Linked DNA regions of Mus musculus: regions 1, 2, 4 and 5 are each linked to region 3. The links are chromatin contacts, called in public HiChIP or PLAC-seq and promoter capture Hi-C maps. All regions are on one chromosome and are shown on one strand. Each heading gives the region's core, a stretch centred on a gene start, on an enhancer-like site or on the middle of the called end of the contact. The rest is flanking DNA. Distances are from core to core; before and after follow the strand shown. Region 1 holds the start of Enah (ENAH actin regulator). Region 2 overlaps Enah (ENAH actin regulator). Region 3 holds the start of Fbxo28 (F-box protein 28). Region 4 has its middle 15 kb from the start of Gm33669. Region 5 has its middle 10 kb from the start of Gm33669.

Region 1 (3,964 bases), core at 1,442-3,941, 320 kb before region 3:
ATCTCTGTTTCTGGGTTGGGGGATCTGGGGGGGGGGGGGTTGTCATTCCATGAAAAGGTTAACTTTTAGTTCCTACAGCATCTGAGGTTACCTCAGACCAAACCACCCTACCCTCACCCTCTTAGGAACTGCTCAAGAGCGACTCTACAAAGCCCTTCAAAGTGAAAAACTAGCTGATCCTCTTTTCTGCTCTTAAATTATTCAAAATCAGCCTACAAAGAATTACTGTAGACTGCGCAAACTCCTCAGACCTGGGGGGAATGTTCTGTATTTACACCACTGGGAAAACGTCAGTGTGATTTCTCTATCTCTACAGCTAGTAAGAAATATGGCAAGAAAACAGCTTTCAAAGCATTAGTTATATTTCGCTAGAAGCTAGAACTTCTAAGTCCAGACATAACTTACTGAGACAGTGTATGATTTAAGTTTTACTAAATACTTCAAACTTGAATATATTTTGTTCACAAGCTTTCAAATAGCTTTGATCAAATGTTAAAATACCCTGCTTTATTTTGTCCTTTTAATGTTTTAAGAAAATTATTGCAAGTCTGAAAAAAAAAAACCAAAAAACTACTAACTACTAACTTGTTGGGCAAGACCTATATAGCATTATGTCACTAAAGTACAATCAACAGTATGTAATATTACCTGACAGAACAGTCATGTTTTTTAACAGTTCCTGAATTTTCAAGGCCACCAGTAGCTTAGCAAAAATGCACAAAAATATAACAGGTTTCTCAACTTGCATTTTACAAAGATTAATCTTGATTTCTATGCCATTAATTACTTTTTAAACATTTGAAATAAGTTGTATGAAATCACCCAGGAAAAGGGGTCACTTGGCAAAAATCTAACACTAACATAAAGATCTGTCACCCAGAATCAGAAAAATTCATAGTAAGCTTAAGTAAACACAGCACAAAAATATACTTAAAATTGTAACGGGTCTGTGTTCAACCCTGATTTTTTTTTTTTTTTTTGAGGAGGGGGATATAAAAGCTAAAGTTTCAAACAGAAATAAGGGGGGAAATTCCAATGACAAGATTTTCAGGCCAAAGAGAAGGAATTTGAAGATATTATTCAAATCTCATTTCATTACATTATAAAGGTCTTGGCAACCGTCGGCCATTAATCTTTAACACAAAGGAGATTCAAATCCAAATGAACTGAAAGACTATCTCGGGAGGGAGGAAGAAACGGAGGAATTTACTTCATCCACAATTGTTTAACCTAAAAGGGAGGCCTTTAAGGATGAGTACGCAAAATGCATCAGCCTTCAGTCTACGAGGTCCTATTTCTCACTAAGTCTTGCACCAATCCAAAAGCGGGAGGTTATGGACACAAAACAACCTTAGGAAAGGCTTGGGGTGGGTGGTCGCCAATGAGTGACACACCACATCATGGTTTATTCTCCTACACAACTGGAGAGACAAAAATTAAAAAACATCACACCATATGTTTCACCGTATCAATCAAAAAGCATTTCACCACGGTACATCCAAGACTTTCCTTTGGGGCTGAAAAATAAATAAATAATTGTATTGATTACAGAGGAAGGGAAACGCGGCCGCTTCTGCTGCAATGCAACACAGGCTGCTACGAACCGGAGAGAAGGGCTTTCCAAACAAAACCCTCCCCCGCCCGGGCTTACAAACCTCAACCAACTTATCCCAGCCTCACACTGTCCCCCGCCAGAGGAAACCTAGTAAATGCTCTCCCTTCCCCCACCATCGAGAAATGTTCACCTTTCCCCGCTCCTCCGCTTTACCCCTACCAGAGGCACTTTATTCCCCGCAGAGATTTCAAACCTTCCAAACTTTCCTCCCCACCCCCCTTTTAATTAAACACTAGAGCTTTGTACTAAAAGTGCAGAGAATTTTTACAGATGTACGGAAAATACCTGTTTCTCGGCAACGAGCACGCTACGACTACCGAGCCCCTCCCCATCTCCTGGGTTTCGTTAACCCAGGCTGGGGGAGGGAGGGAGGGAGCTGGCATATTGAATTGAGGAAGGGAAATCCTGGGTAAAAGAAGAGCATCGGAGGGGGACACCGGGAGGAGCCCCCTCCCCCAAATCAGAGCGGCTGGGCAGGGCAGCTGGACCGGAGAAACCCGAAGGGACAAAAGGGAGCGAGAAAGAGCCGGGAGAGCCGAGCCGGCGCCGCGGGCCGGGGCAGGCGGGTCCGCGCAGAGCGGTCGCGGCGCCGCGGCACAATGGCTGGCGGCCCGCGCGCCCCTCACCTCATGGTGCCGGCGGCGCCGAGGCTTCCCCGGCGCGGGAGCCGCCGAGCGGAGGGTCTCTTCTCAGGCGGGGAGGCGGACGCCGCGGGGACGCGCGAGCAGAGGCGGCTCCGGCTCCGGCGGCCGGGCTACACCATCTCCGCGCGCAGAGGCGAGGCGCCGGCCCGCCGAGCGCGAGCGACCACGGGCTGGGGACGGGGCACGGGGCCGAGGCGCCGAGCGGGTCCCCGGCGGCCGCCGCCTCCTCCGCCTGCGTCGCCGCCTCCTCCCCGCCGAGCCTCGTCCGCCGCTTCAGACGGGAGCCGCCGGGGCCGCGCGCCCGTCCGTCCGTCCGTCCGTCCGCCCGCCCGCCGCTCCAGAGGCCGCTCCGAGCGCGCCGCCGTCACCGCCGCCGCCGAGGCCGTGAGGAACCGGCAGCTGCTGCAGCCGCGGGAGGAGAGCCGGGCTCGCCGCGGGGCGCCGGGGGCGGGGCGGCGGAGGAGCACGCAGGCGCCGCCCTCCTCCCGCCGCCCCCGCCGCTCCCGCTTCGCCCGCTCCCCTCCCCCTCCCTCCCGGGGCGAGGGGCGTTGCGCACGAGGGGGCTGCGGGGCGGCGGCCGAGGCGAGGCGGCGGTGCGGCCACGGCCCTTTGTTGCCGCCCACCCGGCTCCGCGCCCCCCGCGGTCGGAGGGGGGCTCGGCGCCCGCTCTGCCCTTGACCGCGCTCTCCTGCCGCGGCCTTCCCGCAGCCCGGAGGCTGAGGTGAGGAGCGAACCGCGGTGGGGGGGTTGGGGGGGGCGTGACGAGCCGGGCGCGATCGCGGAGAGGACCAGGGCGCGCGGGCCGGCATCCCCCTCTGCGCGTCCCCGCCGCGATGTGATTCCCTCCCACCCACCCCCACCCGTGGGATGTAGGCGGGATGTAGGAGAGTTCCGAACACGCAAAACGTGGCCATCGTCGTCCCCCGGATTCCCGAGGACCCCCGAGCGTGCTGGACCTGGGGATCCGGCCGACGCGCGCACAGTACTGGGATGACTGCACAAACACACGCGCGCATAAACGCGCACACACACACACACACAGCTAACGCATCGGTGTCGGGAAACGCGGTGGCCCGAGGCACGCGGAACCCTGTGCAGCCGCGAGAGACGCAGCCCGTGGAACCCTTTCTGTCGTCACCAGCTGAAAGGGAATCCCGGCCGGGGGCGGGGAGGGATGGAAACTGAGGATAATTTTAAATGCTCTGTCTTTCACCTAGTCTGGAGCTCACCTCCTTGAGAAGGTAGATAGAAAATACTAACGCAGCGAATGGTTTAGTCAGATGGTGCAGGAGGCCTCTGAGAAGCCCGAATTTGGGGCGGGGGGTGTAGAATGAAAAACAGCAAATCCAATGATCTAATAAAATTTTTTAAAAACTGAGAGCCCGCTTTCGTGCGCAGTATACAGATGCCTAGACTAGGTTAGAAAGGGTTTTTGCAGCTACCCGATTTCTATTACATCCAAAATGGAGGACCTAGCAATACTGCAGGAATCCATTCAAAAGTTTGATGTTCCATATAAAATGAGCTGCGGTTCTAAAGATACTTATGAAAGCTGGCATTCTGGGCACTTTCAAATGACAAGCTAACGTATCCTATCCATCCTTGGTCAATGCCTGAATTGTCTGGAGAACAGTTTAACCTGTTTTAACTATGAAAAGCCTCCTGGTTTCAGAGCTCAACAAAGGCGGTTTGCTTTTTGGAAGGA
Region 2 (3,956 bases), core at 190-2,689, 420 kb before region 3:
TGGAGGGAGGGGCGAGAAATTGGAAGTAGGCCAGGCACAGGACTTCGCAGCTGGAGGCTGAGAAGAGGGTGTGTTCACAGGAGAAGAAGGTCGAGAGTTTTTGTTGAGAGGACGAGGAACTGTAGCGTAATGGGGAAGAACAGGGTGGAAGGCTGAACCTAGAGATGTTGCAAAACGTGTCGCTGCGTGTCTCAGTGGTGGTGTAGGGGGTGTGGAAGTAGGTGGCAAAGCAGTCACTACAGCGTAATCAGGAGTGGCGTCTGACACCGGAGCTGAGATGACTTTAGCATATGATGGAGGAGGTGCCGAAGGCGGCTGGCAACTGGAATACTCAGGAAGTGGAGCACTAGACAGGGAGCTGTCTGAAGATGGAGCTGGACATAAGGTGGAAAGCAGCGGCAAAGACAGGATAAAAAAGGAGAGAGAAAAAGGGAGCCAGTGAAGCCCGAGACCAGCATCAGACAAAACGCACAAACGTGGATGACAGTTAGCACCAGGGGATTAGGCAAATAACTGTCTCCACTGGAGAAAACTTAACTTGTAAGCACATTTCGAAACCCAAAAGAGGATGAAATAAGTTCTTTTAAATATGTGGATTAATAATTTATCCTCTACAAGGATAGTAACAGTCTTAATGTTTATTACTTAGTCCACTAAAAACTGCATCAAAATTATTATAAACAGCAGAATAAACCGAGTTGTGGTTTCAAACCTGGCGAAATGTTTACTACGATGGGAAAGGAATGCCCAACTCAGTGTCTTATTTTTGGACATCTCTACCTTCTTAGCCATAACTCCAGACAATTATGCAGTTAAGAACAATAAATTAACCAATACTGAACCGGCATTGGCCTCTCATATAGCTCAAGATTAAAATTCTTTGATAAATATTAACCATCTTAAATGTTTATACTATATCATAATCCTCTATGACACTATAAATTCCATCAGACTGTGATTTTCTTCATCATACCAGAAAATGTTTAAATAACCGGTTATTTTTGAGAATATTTTTAATCTATTTTAATTTTTCCTTCAGAAATCTAACTATAACCAAGCTAACTTCTTGTTGTACGTAGCATAATACATACAGTATGTGATAATTTTAAGCAATGGCACAAGGGAAATATCTTCCAAGATCATTATAAATTTTTTTTTGCATAAAAACATTCACACTTTATAGCTGAATTTTAGGGCGTTAAGAAAAATTAAAACGACAGACTAAAAATTCCCAAGGGCTTCCTTTTAGTTTCTAAGCAATAAAAGGAACACTGAAGCAATATTTGTTGAGCATTTATCCTAACTACAAACTGTACTGCTTATTCCCAAGCACCGCACATGGGAAGTATCGCCACTGACAGCTGCAGGAGCCTTGGCCCATCTCGGCTGTAGGAGGTGCGCGTGTCGCGCATGCGCGTCTGCAGACTCCTTACCAGCATTGGACATTCTGCGCTCTCGCTCCCACTCCACTTGCTCCCGCTCCAGCTGCTCCAGGCGCTCTCGCTCCCGCTCCTGCCTCTCTCGCTCCAGGCGCTCCAGCCTCTCCCTCTCCAGCCGCTCCACGTGCTCCCTTTCCTGCCGCTGCCGCTCCAGCTGCTCTTGTTCCAGGCGCTCCCTCTCTAGCCTCTCTCGTTCTAGTCGTTCTCTCTCCAACCTTTCCCTCTCCATTCTTTCCCTCTCCAGTTCCTTCTGTCGCTGCTGTTCTTGCAGTTGCCTGAAATTAAACATTGGACGAATAAAAATATGCACTTATGGCTATACATCACTACAGTGAGTGGATGTTCACCTCACGTCTGATTCAGACAGACGCAGAACACGCTGTCACTACTTCCCCACTTAGGAAAGCTTCCTTACAGATATATAAAATCTGTATAGTCAGGATATAAAAAAATTGTATTTTATTCCAATGGGACTAGTAAGCTCTTAACATGGGTTCAATCAACACAATTTATGAGAATAGAGTTGCAAATAAACCTACCACTTTGATGGCCAAGTCATTATATTAATCAGATGATGAAATAATTATAAAGTGAAGTATAATCTCCTTTTCTTTCTTTCTTTCTTTTTTTTTTTTAAAAGATTTATTTATTTATTTATTTATTTATTTATTTATTTATTTATTATATGTAAGTACACTGTAGCTGTCTTCAGACACCCCAGAAGAGGGCATCAGATCTCATTACAGATGGTTGTGAGCCACCATGTGGTTGCTGGGATTTGAACTCAGGACCTTCGGAAGAGCCAGTCAGTGCTCTTAACCACTGAGCCATCTCTCCAGCCCTTCTTTCTTTCTTTTTCTTTTTTTCGAGACAGGGTTTCTCTGTGTAGCCCTGGCTGTTCTGGAACTCACTCTGTAGACCAGGCTGGCCTCAAACTCAGAAATCTGCCTGCCTCTGCCTCCCAAGTGCTGGGATTAAAGGCGTGCGCCACCACACCCTGAGTAATCTCCTTTTCTTAAAAATGAAACATTTTAGCTGCACAAGTTATTTCAGAAAACACAATGATCATAGCCACAGCTAAATAAACATTTACTGAATTGAAAATAAACCGAGTTAAGTAAGAAATAAACTATACATTTTATATCCATAAGTAACTATAGTTATTTGGTACATATGTGTAGGCTTTTGCCTTATAATAACATACACATACAACTTTAAAATTCAAGCAAATCAGTACCATGTCACCATGACTCTGAAATCTGCCTTTTCTGATACAATACATACTGGAAAAATTACCCTAAAACTTTAGTTTGGCATCTTTAACTCCCACGAACACGTCAGCACCACTGCTTAGCTCTTGAGTTTAAGCAGTCTCCAGTGTAGGATATAATTTACCCTATTATTATTATTCATATTACAATAAACATTTATCTTACTAACCCTGAAACCTCCTCCAACTACTTCTAGGTGGACAGGCAGGCAATTCTAAAGATTCTTAATATATGGTTCTCTGGTATTTGAGGAAATTATCTAAAAAGCAGTTATCTTTCTTTATACATGTTCAACAGCATTTAGCTAATATTAAAGAAGATAACACAATAAAAGCTCTTTAAAATGTATAGTACTCCATAAAGTAGACTGTTGTATTGATGATCGTTCAGAAAAGCTTAGAACTGGAACCTTTTCTGGACCAACCATCCAGCTGGGCTCTGGTAAGACGAAGAGTTACATGAAACCCACAAACCCACAACAAAACCCACAAACAGAAAACAACAGTAAAATACTGGAAAAAGAACTTTCACCCGTCTAAGGCAGCTATAAAAACAAAAGGAAAAAGCCCATCCTTCAAATCAATTCTTTACATACCTCACTCAAAACAGCCTTTCTCTACACAATGTCCCGTTCACATATCAATGGCGAGTTAGGCAGGGACCAACTGCAGTACTTCTTTTGAGTCATTAAGAAACAGACTACTAATGAAATCACACTTTCAGGGTACATTTACTATAATATTTGATAATTTATCAGCTATACCAGTTTTGAGGGATAGCTATCAATGTGGTTATGCTGCAAAGACATTAGAAACATTAAGAAATTTTAAATCACGAAAAAAAAAAAAAAAACAGCACTCACCCTCAATAACACACATTTAATGAGGAAACTCAACTGAGGTTTGTATTAAAATTTTAGGCCTTTAAGTGCTAGGGATATGGCTCAGTGGTGAGCACTGGATGCTTGTGTGATGGTATGTGCCTGGTCTTATTGCAGCTAGTTATGTGGTTTGCCTGATGTCCTTGGGAGGCCAGCTCTTTTCTGATGAGAATTAGGGAATGGCTCTTGGGGAGATGGGAGGTAGGAAGGAGAACTAGGGAGGGAGGGAGGGAGAGAGGGAGGGAGGGAGGGAGGGAGAATGAAACTACAGTTAGGTTATACTATACCCTGAGATACCACACACACACACACACACACACACACACACACACACACACACACACACACACACAGAGCTATAGGAAA
Region 3 (3,557 bases), core at 810-3,309:
TTAAGAAAAATGCTTTCAATTACAAATCAAGCCAGGAAAAGGCTTAGGATACAATATGCAGCTATACATTTCACATGAAAGAGATGATGATTATTAATAATTGTGAGGCCCATTTCACCTCAGGTCTCCAAGCAGTCTATTTTCTCCTCTTCACACTTTTGTTTGTTTGTTTGTTTAAAGAAAAGGAAAAATGAGAGTTAAAGCTGACAGAGCATTTATCTAGTAGAATCAAGGCTGAACTCCAGATTGGTGGCCAAACAGTAACACACAAAACAAAACAACAATGAATGAAAAGAAGGAAAAACGACCAACAAACCAATAAAACCCCGTTTTTCTCAACACTTAACAACAACAACAAAAAACCTGTGAACATTCCAAGCTTTTCAAAGCCATTGTCTGGCTGGCTGGCTGAATTCAATCAAATGTTATGCCCAATTGCCAAACGCAATTGTATATACAGCATACATTTTGGTCAAGTACCAAGCTTTATAAAATATAAAGGAAATATTTACCACTCTACACGAAATCCTAGGATGATGCTTTGAAAATCTAGGACAACTGTATTCTGAAATACCTACTCTAAACAGAAGAAATTTTCCATTCCACAGAGTGTGGGGAAACACACACAAAACCTGCCCCGGAGTTTGAATGAATGACTGCAAGCTGTTTTTAAAGATGATTTCCTTTGAAACACAATACTGGTCAATTTAGAGATGGAAGAATAGGGCTAAAATATGGCATAGCGATGAATAAGTAACCGCCACACACAGCACATTCAGAAAGATGTCTTTGTCCTTTTATCAACAATCCCGAGCACATTTAAGTGACTACATCAAACCAGCTCACAACCACTTCAAAATGTCCACCTCCTCCAATTTCCTAACCACCTAAGGGGAAATACCCCGGTAGGAAGTGAGATATCTTCCTGAACCAAGTAATTCATCAAATCTTCGGTCAAACCTCAGGGATGTAGTAAAATTCCAATGGCAATTTTTTTTCTTTTTAAATTTTGGCTAGGACAATGTGTTATTTTTAGGGTATAATAAGTAAACCACTCCGACTGCAGGAGGGTGGGCTTGAAGCACATTTGAAAAAAAAAAGCAAACAAGCGGGAGGGGGTAATAGCTTGACAAGGGGACAAGTTGCTTCGCTATAGTAAGGAGTGTCAGGGAGGCAAAGCCAGTCAGGTCATCATCTCCCAGGGCTCTACTTTAGTGAGCAACTAAGGCTCTGGGGTTTTAAACGCACAACACAACTGCAATCTTAGAACCGCAACTGGGGCTCAAGGGGGAGCGGGGGGGGGTGGGGGGGGGACAGCCAAACCCCCTTCATCCTTTTCAAGCAGAAAGCCTGGGTTGGAGGGACAATACACACTATTCTTGCAACACAACCCAAGCCTGGCTGGGATCCTCTGCCCACTTGGGAGTGAACTCCAGAGCCCGAGCGGGCAGTCGAGGCAGGCGCCTGCCCCTTCGGGAGTCCCTGTCGCCGGTCCAGCCGGGCGGAGGGCACCAAGCCCCGCTCCGTTACTTCTCGCAGGCGGGCGCGTCCCGGGCTAGGGGCGAGGAGACCCTCGGGGCGGGGCGAGGCGCAGAGCGGAGCCTCGCCCGCCCGGCGGTCGCGATGCCAGCGCGGCAGCAGCAAGCACCCCGCCGGCCGTCGCCAGCGCCACTTCCCGGCTGCCGGGGACGCGCGCGCTCCGTGTCCCGAGCCGGCGGGGCTCCCTCCCCAGGAACGCGCCGCCCTCGCCGGTCCTCCCCAGGCCTCGGCCCTCACCAGGCGGAGCTGGCTAATTTCGTCGTAGGACATAAAGCTGAGGATGTTCTCGATGGCTACGATGGGCAGCGCCACCAGTGTGTTGTTTTGGGGCAGGTGGTCCGGTGCCAGCGCGGGCGCGGCGGGTGCCTGGGACCCGGGCGGCGGGGCCTGCGACGGGGGCGCCGGGGGCTGTCGCTGAGCGGAGCCGGCAGCCGAACAGGAGCCGCCGTCGCCGTGGCCGCCGCCTCCTTCCTCAGCCATCCGCTCCTCAGACGCCGCCGCCATCTTGGGAGTTTGATTCCTTCCTCCAATGTAAGGGGATCGGGACACTTCCTGTGCGTCACTTCCTCCTCCTGGGGGGGGGGGAGCTTAAGGAGAGGGAGGAGCTCGTGGGATGACAGCTGGAAAGAGAGGCGAGCTTTCGGTGCGTCCATCGGAAAGGAGGGAAGATAGTGCACACTTCAAGAGAGGTGGTCGTTGTAGCTCTTTAAAATCGGAGACTGCCTTGTTAGAGTGGAAACGAGCAAGGATTCCGCAAACCCTAAGAAAGGCGGTCGTCATAGTCCCTTTCATCTGATAAAAGGAACGACAATGGAGCAGTTTTCTTTAAAAGCAACTCGCCAAAGGATGATAAAAACCATATCACCTTCATAAGTTTAGACGGAAATTTGTATTTAGATCAGCATCTCCCAAGAGTCACAGTGATAATTGCAGCATATAAAAAGGAATAAAACACCGCTAGTTTAAAACTACAAGACAACAGGTAAACCCTGAAAGCACATTAATGAAATAAAAACACAGAGTCACACACCATACGACTACTTTTATGTGAAATGCCCTATGTAGGCAGGTCCATAGAGTCAGGGGCGAGAGAGAGAGAGAGAGAGAGAGAGCACAAGCGAGCTTACAACACTTGGTGCACTTCCAGAAGACCCGAGTTTGGTTTCCAGCACTAACACTGGCCTTTGGTTTCCAGCACCAACACTGGCCTTTGGTTTCCAGCACCAACAACTGGCTGGTTTACAACTGCTTAACTGAAACAGAGTGGATTCGTGGTTGGTGGAAGTTGGGAATAAGGGAAGTGTGGAAGACAACAGACAGTTAATGGGTGCATTGTTTCTCACTGGAGGAATAGCCAGTGCTCTTAACCTCTAAGCCATCTCTCCAGTACCTGAATTGTGTGCTTAAAAAAAAAAAAAAAAAAAAGACTTTTATTCTCTGTGAATCAATTTAGGTGAGAACCAATGAAAAGATGCTAAAACCAGAAGACAAGCCTGTGGTAAGGTGTAGCACGTAGTCTCAAAATAACCCACTTCTCATGTAATGCATTAATCACAAAATAAGAAAGGTATGATACAGAAATTCAGGGAACAGGCTTATAATCACATGATTAGGAGTACCACCACAAGTTGTGGGAGGAAAGATCATCACGTGCCTCTTACTAGGACGCCCCATAGGTGACCCAGCATAATGTAGTATTATTTCATGCATAAAAATACACACTCTGCATCTGAAGTAAACAAAGTCAGGTTGGACTTGGTGGTGGTTTGGGTAAGATTGTTTCCTACAAGTTCAGATATTTGAACACTCAGTTCTGAGTTGGCCTTGCGCTTTGGGGTTTCTTTGGGAGGTGGGGCCTAGCTGAAGGAGGCGTGTCACTAGTAGACAGTGATTGCTTATAGTCCCACTCAACTTCCAGTTTGCTCTCTGGTGGTTTGTGCTGGAGGGTGAAGATGTGGTCTCTCAGCTTCCAGCTCCTCCCGCCATGCTTGCCACTTCATGCTGTGTCTCCTCGCCAT
Region 4 (3,635 bases), core at 818-3,317, 480 kb before region 3:
CATACTTGGTTTATTCTCTGCTGATGATCTGAGCCCAGGTTCTGTGATTGCAAGATACAGACTCTACCAACACAGCTATGTCCCCAACTCTAGTTAGGGTGCCTTATTCTTAAAGATAAGCAGCTTTAAGATGGGTGTGGTAGCACATGCCAGTACTTGGGAGGCGGAGGCAGGAGGCCAGCCTGGTCTACAGAGAGAGAGTGCAGGGCATCCAGGGATACACAGAAAAACCCTGTCTCAAAAAAAAACAGAAGAAAAAACAAACAAACAAAAACAAAGCAGCCCCTCCCCCCAGGGGTTTACCTTGACTGAAAAACAGCACCCATCAGTAGTGTTACCCAATTTGGGGTTCACAGCTTGTGTACCAACAAAACAGGTTCAGCTAGCCTCTCTCCATAAGACAACTAAAAGAGCCAGACTCACAGTAAAATGTAGAAAAAAAGAGATGTGACCACGTTGAGAAGGACAAAGATGGACTCCCTCTCCCATGTCCATCTTGGGGTCCTGCTTAAAAAGAAGGCAAGGTTCTGCCTAAGTCATCAGTAAGGCATAGTCCTGCCCACCACCAGCTCTGCGTAAACTTCAATACTGTCATGAAAGGTGACCACTTGGGTTGGTCGCTTTCCCCTCTCCCAGCATGACATTCCCAAGGAGGAGAGCTTCCTATCTTTGAGGTCCATGGTTTCCAGAGTTTCTGTAGGACATCTTCATCACTGTTGTGTCAGTTACACTGTGGGGATGGAAGGGGAGAGACACAGACATGATGGGTGTTCTATCTGCCCCTTCTCTGGGTCTCAGGGCAGTTGGCAAGTAGGGAGCCCTGACTCTTGTCCACATTCTAACCCCTTTGTCTGCATCTATGGACCGATTGGTTTTGAAAATCCACCCAGCAATCTGGGAGAGATGGGAGTTGCCATCTGAAGGACTTGGCCAGACCATACTGTTTACAAGATAGCAAAAAAAAAAAAAGTCCCTGGTAGGGATGGATATATGCAGACTGCAGACAGAAACCCTTGGAGTTCAGTGGGGTGGAGCCTCCAATCTACAACCCTGTGATGGTCACCTCAGAAGTGTCCTGAGCATCCAGGTAGGGTGAAAATTGTCAAGACCATCAAGGGTCCTCCCTCCTCCCTACAGCTCCCGAAGTTCCTGCCCCTGCCAACCATCTGGCTTAGCCAGTGAACATGGCTGGAGCTAGGGCCGGAAAAGATCTTCCACAGAAAAGATGCCTGAAGATCCGCCCTTGGAGATTGTTAACCATTAACAAAATTCCCTGGCATGGTACCTCCCCAGGGTGCAGAGTGGTGTGGGCGAGCCCTCTAAGAAGCTCGGGGAAGCCTGCTGTAAACTGGCGCCACAGAACAGGCCAAGGCTGCCTCTGAAAGCCCTTTTCAGGCCGCAGGGTTCCCCAGGGTGAACTTCACAGTCGCTTTGATCTTAATTAGCATTGTAGGATACGAAAATCTAAAGCCACACTCTTCTAAGGGGCTAACCCAGGGCCCAGAGACAGATGGTGCCAAGAGATGGAGTTTCAGGGGTTGGGACAGGCCAGCCATAATGCTGAGTCTGGCGAGTGACAATAAATACGAGGCCAGCCTTACCTCTACAGTTTGCATTAATGAACAAGCATAGGGTTATACGGGCAGTGAATATGTCCACAGAGACTCCTCATTCCTCAACTTGCTATGAGAGGGAATTCCTACGGGAAACTGTGTGCGGGCGCTGGTGAGCATGTCCCAGCCCGGCCTGAAGAGTCCCTACTCTTTCCCATGTTGTTACCCTCCCAGACTCCTGTTTTAATATATTTGTGTATCTATTGTAGGGGTAAAGGTGGGATGCTGGCCACAGTCGGCAAGTGGAGACCAAAGCACAACACTCAGGAATCAGTTCTCTTTTTCCATCATCTGGGTCCCAGGGATCAAATTCAGGTTGGCAGGGATGGTAGCCAGCGCCTTGGCTTAATATCTGGCCAACCTGATTCTTGTTTGGATAGACACCGGGGCTCGTGCTCCCCGGAGTAGCTCACCCTGCTGGAGCGTCTGAGGAAACGCCCCTTCCCAGGCAGGATGATGCTACAAAGGACATCAAACACCACTGAGAGAAAAAGGAACAGGGCAACCTGTGCCTACCCTCTGCAGAGGAAAAGGAAAAGCAGAGACTCCTGGCGCTTTTTCATTCAGGAACCTTCTCCTTGTGCCAGATACCACTAGAGTCTAGCCATAGTGCAGTGGGAGAAATGTGGCACAGTGGGGCTGTACTCCGACCTGAATGAAGCCAGGGGTCCCAGAGAAGGACAGGAAGAGCCATAGCTGCTATCCCTAGGAGAAGCCCCTGAAAAACGAGCCCAGAATGAGCTTCATCTGTGGTATTAGAGAGCAAGCACCCTCGTCTCCCCTCTCCCGCCCCCACTTCTCCCTTTCCATCCCAATGCCCTCTCCTACTCCATCCCTAAACACCTGCCTGCGGCTGGACTCCCTGGGATCTCAAACCCAAAATAGTGGCCAATTCAGAGTTGAACACAGATCTCAGTGAGGCAGGGGTGTTCACAACTGGTCAGCCTGACCCTCTTCCTCTGATGCAATGATTCTGAACCCCAGTAAGTGGGCTTTGTTCCCGGAACAATCAGCATTGGAAACATCATGGGGGGGGGGGTGACCCTACTCCCGGCACTGTTGGCCCCAGCTCTGGGAACTCATGATAGAGTTCACACAAGTGTCTCTAGGACAACGTTCTTCAGCCACCCGGGTTCAATGGAAACATTCATCCTTCCCAGACACCCACCTCTGGGCTTTTTGTCAATTTAATGGGGACAGTATTTATCCTTCCTTTTGTTTGTTTGCTTTTGTTTTTTGTTTTGTCAGTTTTTGGGTGTGTTTGTTTGATTGATTGTTTTTGGGGACAGGGTTTCTCTGCGTAGCCCTGGCTGTCCTAGAACTCACTCTGTAGACCAGGCTGGCCTCGAACTCAGAGATCCACTGGCCTTCACATCTTGCTCAAACAAGAATGTTTAGGTTGAGATCTGAACTTCTGCAGACAAGGTTCAGCCTGAGGGACCTTTGTTCGGTGGCCCTCGCACAGTGGCCTGTGAGTCTCCCAGGCCACTGTCAGCCCAGTGTAAACTCAGCCTGGAGATTGCCCATCACTGTGGGGGTCCCAAAGCCTCCTGCTCTGGTATTGACTAAAACCTTGGTTGTGACCTAGCAGTATATAGGGCCCTGCAACCTAACAATATATGGGCCTCTTTCCCTCCTGACCTTCCTGACCGACTCTCAAGGTCAGACTTGCTGACACCTTGTCTCAGAGCCTTGCACTTCTTCCCTCTGCTGCTCTGCCTGCCTCTCCTTTGCTGAGATTTTAGGATAAGAGATGTCAGAGTGGATGCCAGCTGCCCATTCTGACAAATTCCTCTGCCTTCACACCTTTCCATACGGCTGTCCCCTCTGGCACCTTGGGCTCCCCTAGGAGTTGTTACGTAACATTTTCCTTAAACAGAAAGGCAAACAATTCAAAGGCCACCTGCTTCTAGCACCCAACCCCACACCTGCTAGGCTCACAGGGTAGGGCAGAGTCTATCCTTCCCTCCCAGAATCTGCACGCTAGCATGGGAAATGGGGCTGGGGTTTATATAGATACAG
Region 5 (3,723 bases), core at 803-3,302, 450 kb before region 3:
CCCAAACCAAACCAAAACAACAACAACATCAAAATAACAACAACAAAAACAGCAAAGCAAACAATAAGTAGAAGACTATTTCTCTCCCTGAGCCCAGCAATCAGCACACAGCAGATCACTAGATACCCAGGCCTCCTAAGATCAAAGAGAGGATCCTAGCTCCAGCAAAAGATTATCTGGCAGGCTAGGAAGAAGTTTACTTAGCGGAGGTGGAGGATACTTTGATATGCCATTCTCAAGACCCAGGCTGGGCATCAGGAACTCTGGGCACAGGAGCAGAGAGGCTTTGCTGAATGCCCTTGGGTGACCTTGAACTTCTGATCTTCCTGCCTCCACTTCCCGAGTGCTAGGATTAAAGGTGTGTTCCACCATGTCCTGTCTTCTTGAGGTTTGGGATCAAACTCAGAGTTTCTAACATGCTAGGGACACACTCTATGAGCGGAAATGTATATACCCAGCTTGGTTTTTTTTTTTTTTTTTGGCAGACTGTCCATTGTGTCCTGGCCTCAAAACAAAGACAAGGCCAGAGCAGAGCGCACTGTTGTGTGGACTCCACTCAGGCCCATAGTAGGCTGACAGGGAGGTGATGCATGTCCAGGTTAACCCTGAGCAAGCAGGGTGCTTGGAGGGCAAAAATGTCACCATCACATCTGTCCTGCCACTAAGTGGCAAGGTGGACCCCAGAGCCAGAGGAAGTAGGACAAATGTCTCCTGCCTCCTGCTGCAGCCCTGTCCTAAGTCTGAGGCCACTGTTTGCTGCTGAATTTCTCTAGTGTCCAGGAGAGTGAGCGAAGAGGGACAGTGTCAGAAGGGACTGAGAGCTCTTGGGTAAGTGACATGTTGGACCCAAGGCAGAGAGCTAGAGGCCCAGGGCTGACATTGGCACCTAGGGAAGTCAGTGGCTCTTCTGCCAGCTCACTTTCACTGTGAGCTTTGCCTGGGAGTCCACCCAAGTTGCACGTAACTCCTAAGCACAGATGCCTCCACTCAAGCCATCTGTAGCCATGAGCCACAAGAGCTGAGACTACACATGAGCCACCTTGTCAACTGGGGATACAGGGCCCCTCAGTCCTCCCCTGTTACTGGGAGAGCCAGTCTAGAGGACATGGAGATGGCCTTCGCCCTCAGAGCCCACCGTGTTAGGCCATTGCTAGCTGGTGGACCCAAAGGCCTTAAGCAGTGGGCTATGAGATGGTCTCTAGGCCCAGTCCCACCATGGGCCTATCAGAGGGGAGACACCTGTCCAGGTGCAAAGATAATGAATGCTTGGTCCTCTGGCTTCCTTTGGTGAGCCTAGACTTTTGGGTAAAGCTCTGTGTGAATGCTGTAGGCTGACTCCTGCAGTTCAGCATATTCCACTACGTGGAACATGCTAGGAAGAAACAAAAACACCTACTCAGCTAGTGACTGAAGCCTCCATTCTGATTGGTTCCCCTGATGGCTACCATGGGTATAGAGGATGGCAGATCCACACTTCAGTTCTGCAGTGCCTTCAACACACTGCTCTGTCTCCCTGGTCTTCATTTTTGTGGCTCACTAATGCTCAGGATCTGCCCTTGGCTGTCTTCGGCTCTCAGATGTCTGTTTCTACCTCCCAGGGTATCTTCCTGCTTTCTATCTCCGGTGTTCCTCTCCCCGTGCTCAATGGCTAGCCATGCTCCTAGCCCTGAGACCTCTCTTCTACCCCAAACTGCAGGCATGTACAAAGAAAGGGCTCCTGCTTTGACCCTACCTGCCGCTTCGCTCACAGCACGCACTTCACATTTCCAGCATAATCTTGACCAGTAAAACATCTGACTGTAGAAGTTGGCCGGCCTGTAGGGCCCATCTAGAATCTGGACACTCCGGGGCTCCCCTCACCACAGCGACAACAGTGTATGGAGTCTTCCTTCATAGTCTCTGCATACTTTCTCCAGCTTTAAAGTCTCATTTTTTCCTTAGCAAATCCTCGGGTTTGGAGCCCGTGTCCACCCATCAACATGCATGGCTGTGCGCTGTGCCCAAGTGTGAGAAGAGAAGGAACAGACATTAGCCAGCAGAGGGCGCTGCCTAACAGCCAGGAGACGCGCTGCCTAGAGCTACCGCTGGGAGGCGCCCGAGCACTGCAGCTTGGATAGCCCCGGCCAGCTGGGTGACACTCTTAGAGACAATGAGAGGGACAAGCAGAGGAACACTGGTTTCTCCCCCATCACTTTTGATGCCTGCCTAGGTCTATCCTGGCATTGTGTCTTGACTTTCAAGCTAGCCTGGCCTAATCGCAGGCCCAGACCCAACATCTGCTCTCAGTGCAGCTCACCAGGCACCGAAAAGCCAGAACTGATGTGGAAGGTGGGAATGACTTCCTGGGGTGCTGAGCAAACAGGATCTCTGCTTTCCTCCAGAGATGAGATGGGGACAAGGCTCATTCTGGTCAGAAGGAGGCAGAAGAAAATGGTCACATTGTAGCTCCCTCCTCTCCCGGGAGGAAGGCTCAGCATTTAATCCAGCTGTAGGTACTGAAAAAAACGTCTTTCAAAGGAGCTCCCAAGGGGCTGGTGAGATGGCTCAGTGGGTAAGAGCACCCGGCTGCTCTTCCGAAGGTCTGAAGTTCAAATCCCAGCAACCACATGGTGGCTTACAACCATCTGTAACAAGATCTGACGCCCTCTGAAGACAGCTACAGTGTACTTACATATAATAAATAAATCTAAAAAAAAAAAAAAAAAAAAAAAAAGGAGCTCCCAAGGTCCTTGGAAGCTCGGGGGAAGATCACATACCTATGATGGTCAATTTTGAGAGTCAAATTGACTGGATTGTGGCGTGTCCTGATCATTTGGGCAAGTGTTATTCTGGGTGTGTCCCTGGGGCTGAAGTGCCATGTCAAAGTGGCTGTGAGAGAACAGAACTTGGCCCCAAGTCTCACCACAAGGGACTGGCCCTTTCTCAGTTGCCCCACGCCCTTCGGGAGCACTTCCGGGAATGCGCTGCACCTCTAATCACAGGTGCCTCTATAAAATCTTCACTTTTTCCTGCTTCCCACTCTCTCTTTAGGGATTCCTACAGGAACCCTTTGCCTAGGCATGGCCTAAACAATGGTACTTTGGTTTTAAGTGCCGAGGAGGAAGGTGGTTGCAAGCAGGTCTGGTAAAGTCAAGCGTCAAGTCTGCTGGCTCAGTCTAACTTTCCTCTCCTGTTGCAAAGTGGATGCAGTGGCTCTGAGAATTAAATACATGTCATCAAGAAAGAGAACTGAAGACTGAGTGAGGTTTGGGCAAAGCGCTTTTCCACATTGATCTTCCTCTTATGTTGGAGGAAAAAGTCTTTGCTGAACGTTTCCAAAACATGTCCCATTTCATCTCACTGTCCAGAAAGAGCCACGAGGACCCCTCAGAACAAATCTGGATCTACATTCTTGAGATCAAAGGGATTCAGCTGAGACCTGAGCAAGTCAGGATCATAGCAGCGGAGGAAGGGGCGGAGGTGAGGAGGGAACACATTGTTCAGGCATCTTATGGTCTCTGTCTCCTCCAGCTGCTGGCCCCAGGATGATGGGCAAGTGAGGAACTCAGACTTCCACCTGGGCCTCCCGGAGCCTCAAAAAGCTTTCAGCAGACAGGGATGTTTTGGTCATACAGTGCTCTGGCTACTGTAAGAGGAGGGCAGTAAACTGGGTGGGGTGGGGTGGGGTGGGGTGTTGGGTGTGTGTGTGAGGTGACTGGACGGGGTGGGCTCATCATGAGGACC

The links. Promoter capture Hi-C pulls out the DNA fragments that hold promoters and counts their contacts. HiChIP or PLAC-seq counts read pairs in DNA pulled down with a chosen protein or histone mark. Capture Hi-C pulls out chosen DNA fragments and counts their contacts.
Region 1: a contact with region 3 is called in a promoter capture Hi-C map of adipose tissue. The contact joins the promoter of Enah here to the promoter of Fbxo28 in region 3. A contact is called at or near these places in 7 of 39 promoter capture datasets (the 3T3-L1 cell line, 3T3-L1-derived adipocytes, embryonic stem cells and 4 more), 3 of 484 Hi-C or Micro-C datasets (cortical neurons, embryonic stem cells and peritoneal macrophages), 1 of 115 datasets of contacts at active chromatin or transcription factors (embryonic stem cells) and 1 of 9 other capture datasets (adipose tissue).
Region 2: a promoter capture Hi-C map of hippocampal neurons shows a contact between it and region 3, with 3 times the contacts expected there. The contact joins the enhancer-like site here to the promoter of Fbxo28 in region 3. A contact is called at or near these places in 9 of 39 promoter capture datasets (the 3T3-L1 cell line, the C10 cell line, frontonasal cranial neural crest and 5 more), 3 of 115 datasets of contacts at active chromatin or transcription factors (the SCID.adh cell line, bone marrow-derived macrophages and pro-B cells) and 1 of 9 other capture datasets (embryonic stem cells).
Region 4: a contact with region 3 is called in an H3K4me3 HiChIP or PLAC-seq map of the 230-238 cell line, with 6 times the contacts expected there. The contact joins the enhancer-like site here to the promoter of Fbxo28 in region 3. A contact is called at or near these places in 2 of 39 promoter capture datasets (the C10 cell line and hippocampal neurons), 1 of 484 Hi-C or Micro-C datasets (double positive thymocytes), 6 of 115 datasets of contacts at active chromatin or transcription factors (the 230-238 cell line, double positive thymocytes, embryonic stem cells and 2 more) and 3 of 9 other capture datasets (adipose tissue, embryonic stem cells and liver).
Region 5: a promoter capture Hi-C map of neural stem cells shows a contact between it and region 3. The contact joins the enhancer-like site here to the promoter of Fbxo28 in region 3. A contact is called at or near these places in 21 of 39 promoter capture datasets (the 3T3-L1 cell line, 3T3-L1-derived adipocytes, the C10 cell line and 15 more), 1 of 15 datasets of contacts at CTCF or cohesin (embryonic stem cells), 9 of 484 Hi-C or Micro-C datasets (B cells, the Ba/F3 cell line, Sertoli cells and 5 more), 13 of 115 datasets of contacts at active chromatin or transcription factors (the 230-238 cell line, the SCID.adh cell line, embryonic basal ganglia and 8 more) and 2 of 9 other capture datasets (adipose tissue and embryonic stem cells).

What each region holds. Positions count from the first base shown.
Region 1 is chr1:182,017,289-182,021,252 of GRCm38.p6, forward strand. It overlaps Enah (ENAH actin regulator), which reads right to left and starts at 2,692. Exons shown (of 15, transcript NM_010135.3): 1 at 2,242-2,692. The coding sequence starts at 2,246.
Region 2 is chr1:181,922,127-181,926,082 of GRCm38.p6, forward strand. Enah (ENAH actin regulator) reads right to left here. Exons shown (of 15, transcript NM_010135.3): 6 at 1,434-1,714; 7 at 1-374. Among named protein-coding and RNA genes, the nearest start is that of Gm33669, 46 kb to the left of the region's middle. Within about 2 kb of position 1,440, at least 83 of the 459 cell types and tissues checked have an H3K27ac peak or open chromatin away from gene starts, as enhancers often do. A contact at or near this core is called in bone marrow-derived macrophages, hematopoietic stem and progenitor cells and hippocampal neurons, where this site is marked.
Region 3 is chr1:182,339,547-182,343,103 of GRCm38.p6, forward strand. Fbxo28 (F-box protein 28) reads right to left here and starts at 2,060. Exons shown (of 5, transcript NM_175127.2): 1 at 1,777-2,060. The coding sequence starts at 2,043.
Region 4 is chr1:181,861,589-181,865,223 of GRCm38.p6, forward strand. No RefSeq gene overlaps it. Among named protein-coding and RNA genes, the nearest start is that of Gm33669, 15 kb to the right of the region's middle. Within about 2 kb of position 2,068, at least 41 of the 459 cell types and tissues checked have an H3K27ac peak or open chromatin away from gene starts, as enhancers often do. A contact at or near this core is called in the 230-238 cell line and double positive thymocytes, where this site is marked.
Region 5 is chr1:181,886,924-181,890,646 of GRCm38.p6, forward strand. No RefSeq gene overlaps it. Among named protein-coding and RNA genes, the nearest start is that of Gm33669, 10 kb to the left of the region's middle. Within about 2 kb of position 2,053, at least 44 of the 459 cell types and tissues checked have an H3K27ac peak or open chromatin away from gene starts, as enhancers often do. A contact at or near this core is called in the Ba/F3 cell line, neural stem cells, regulatory T cells and 1 more, where this site is marked.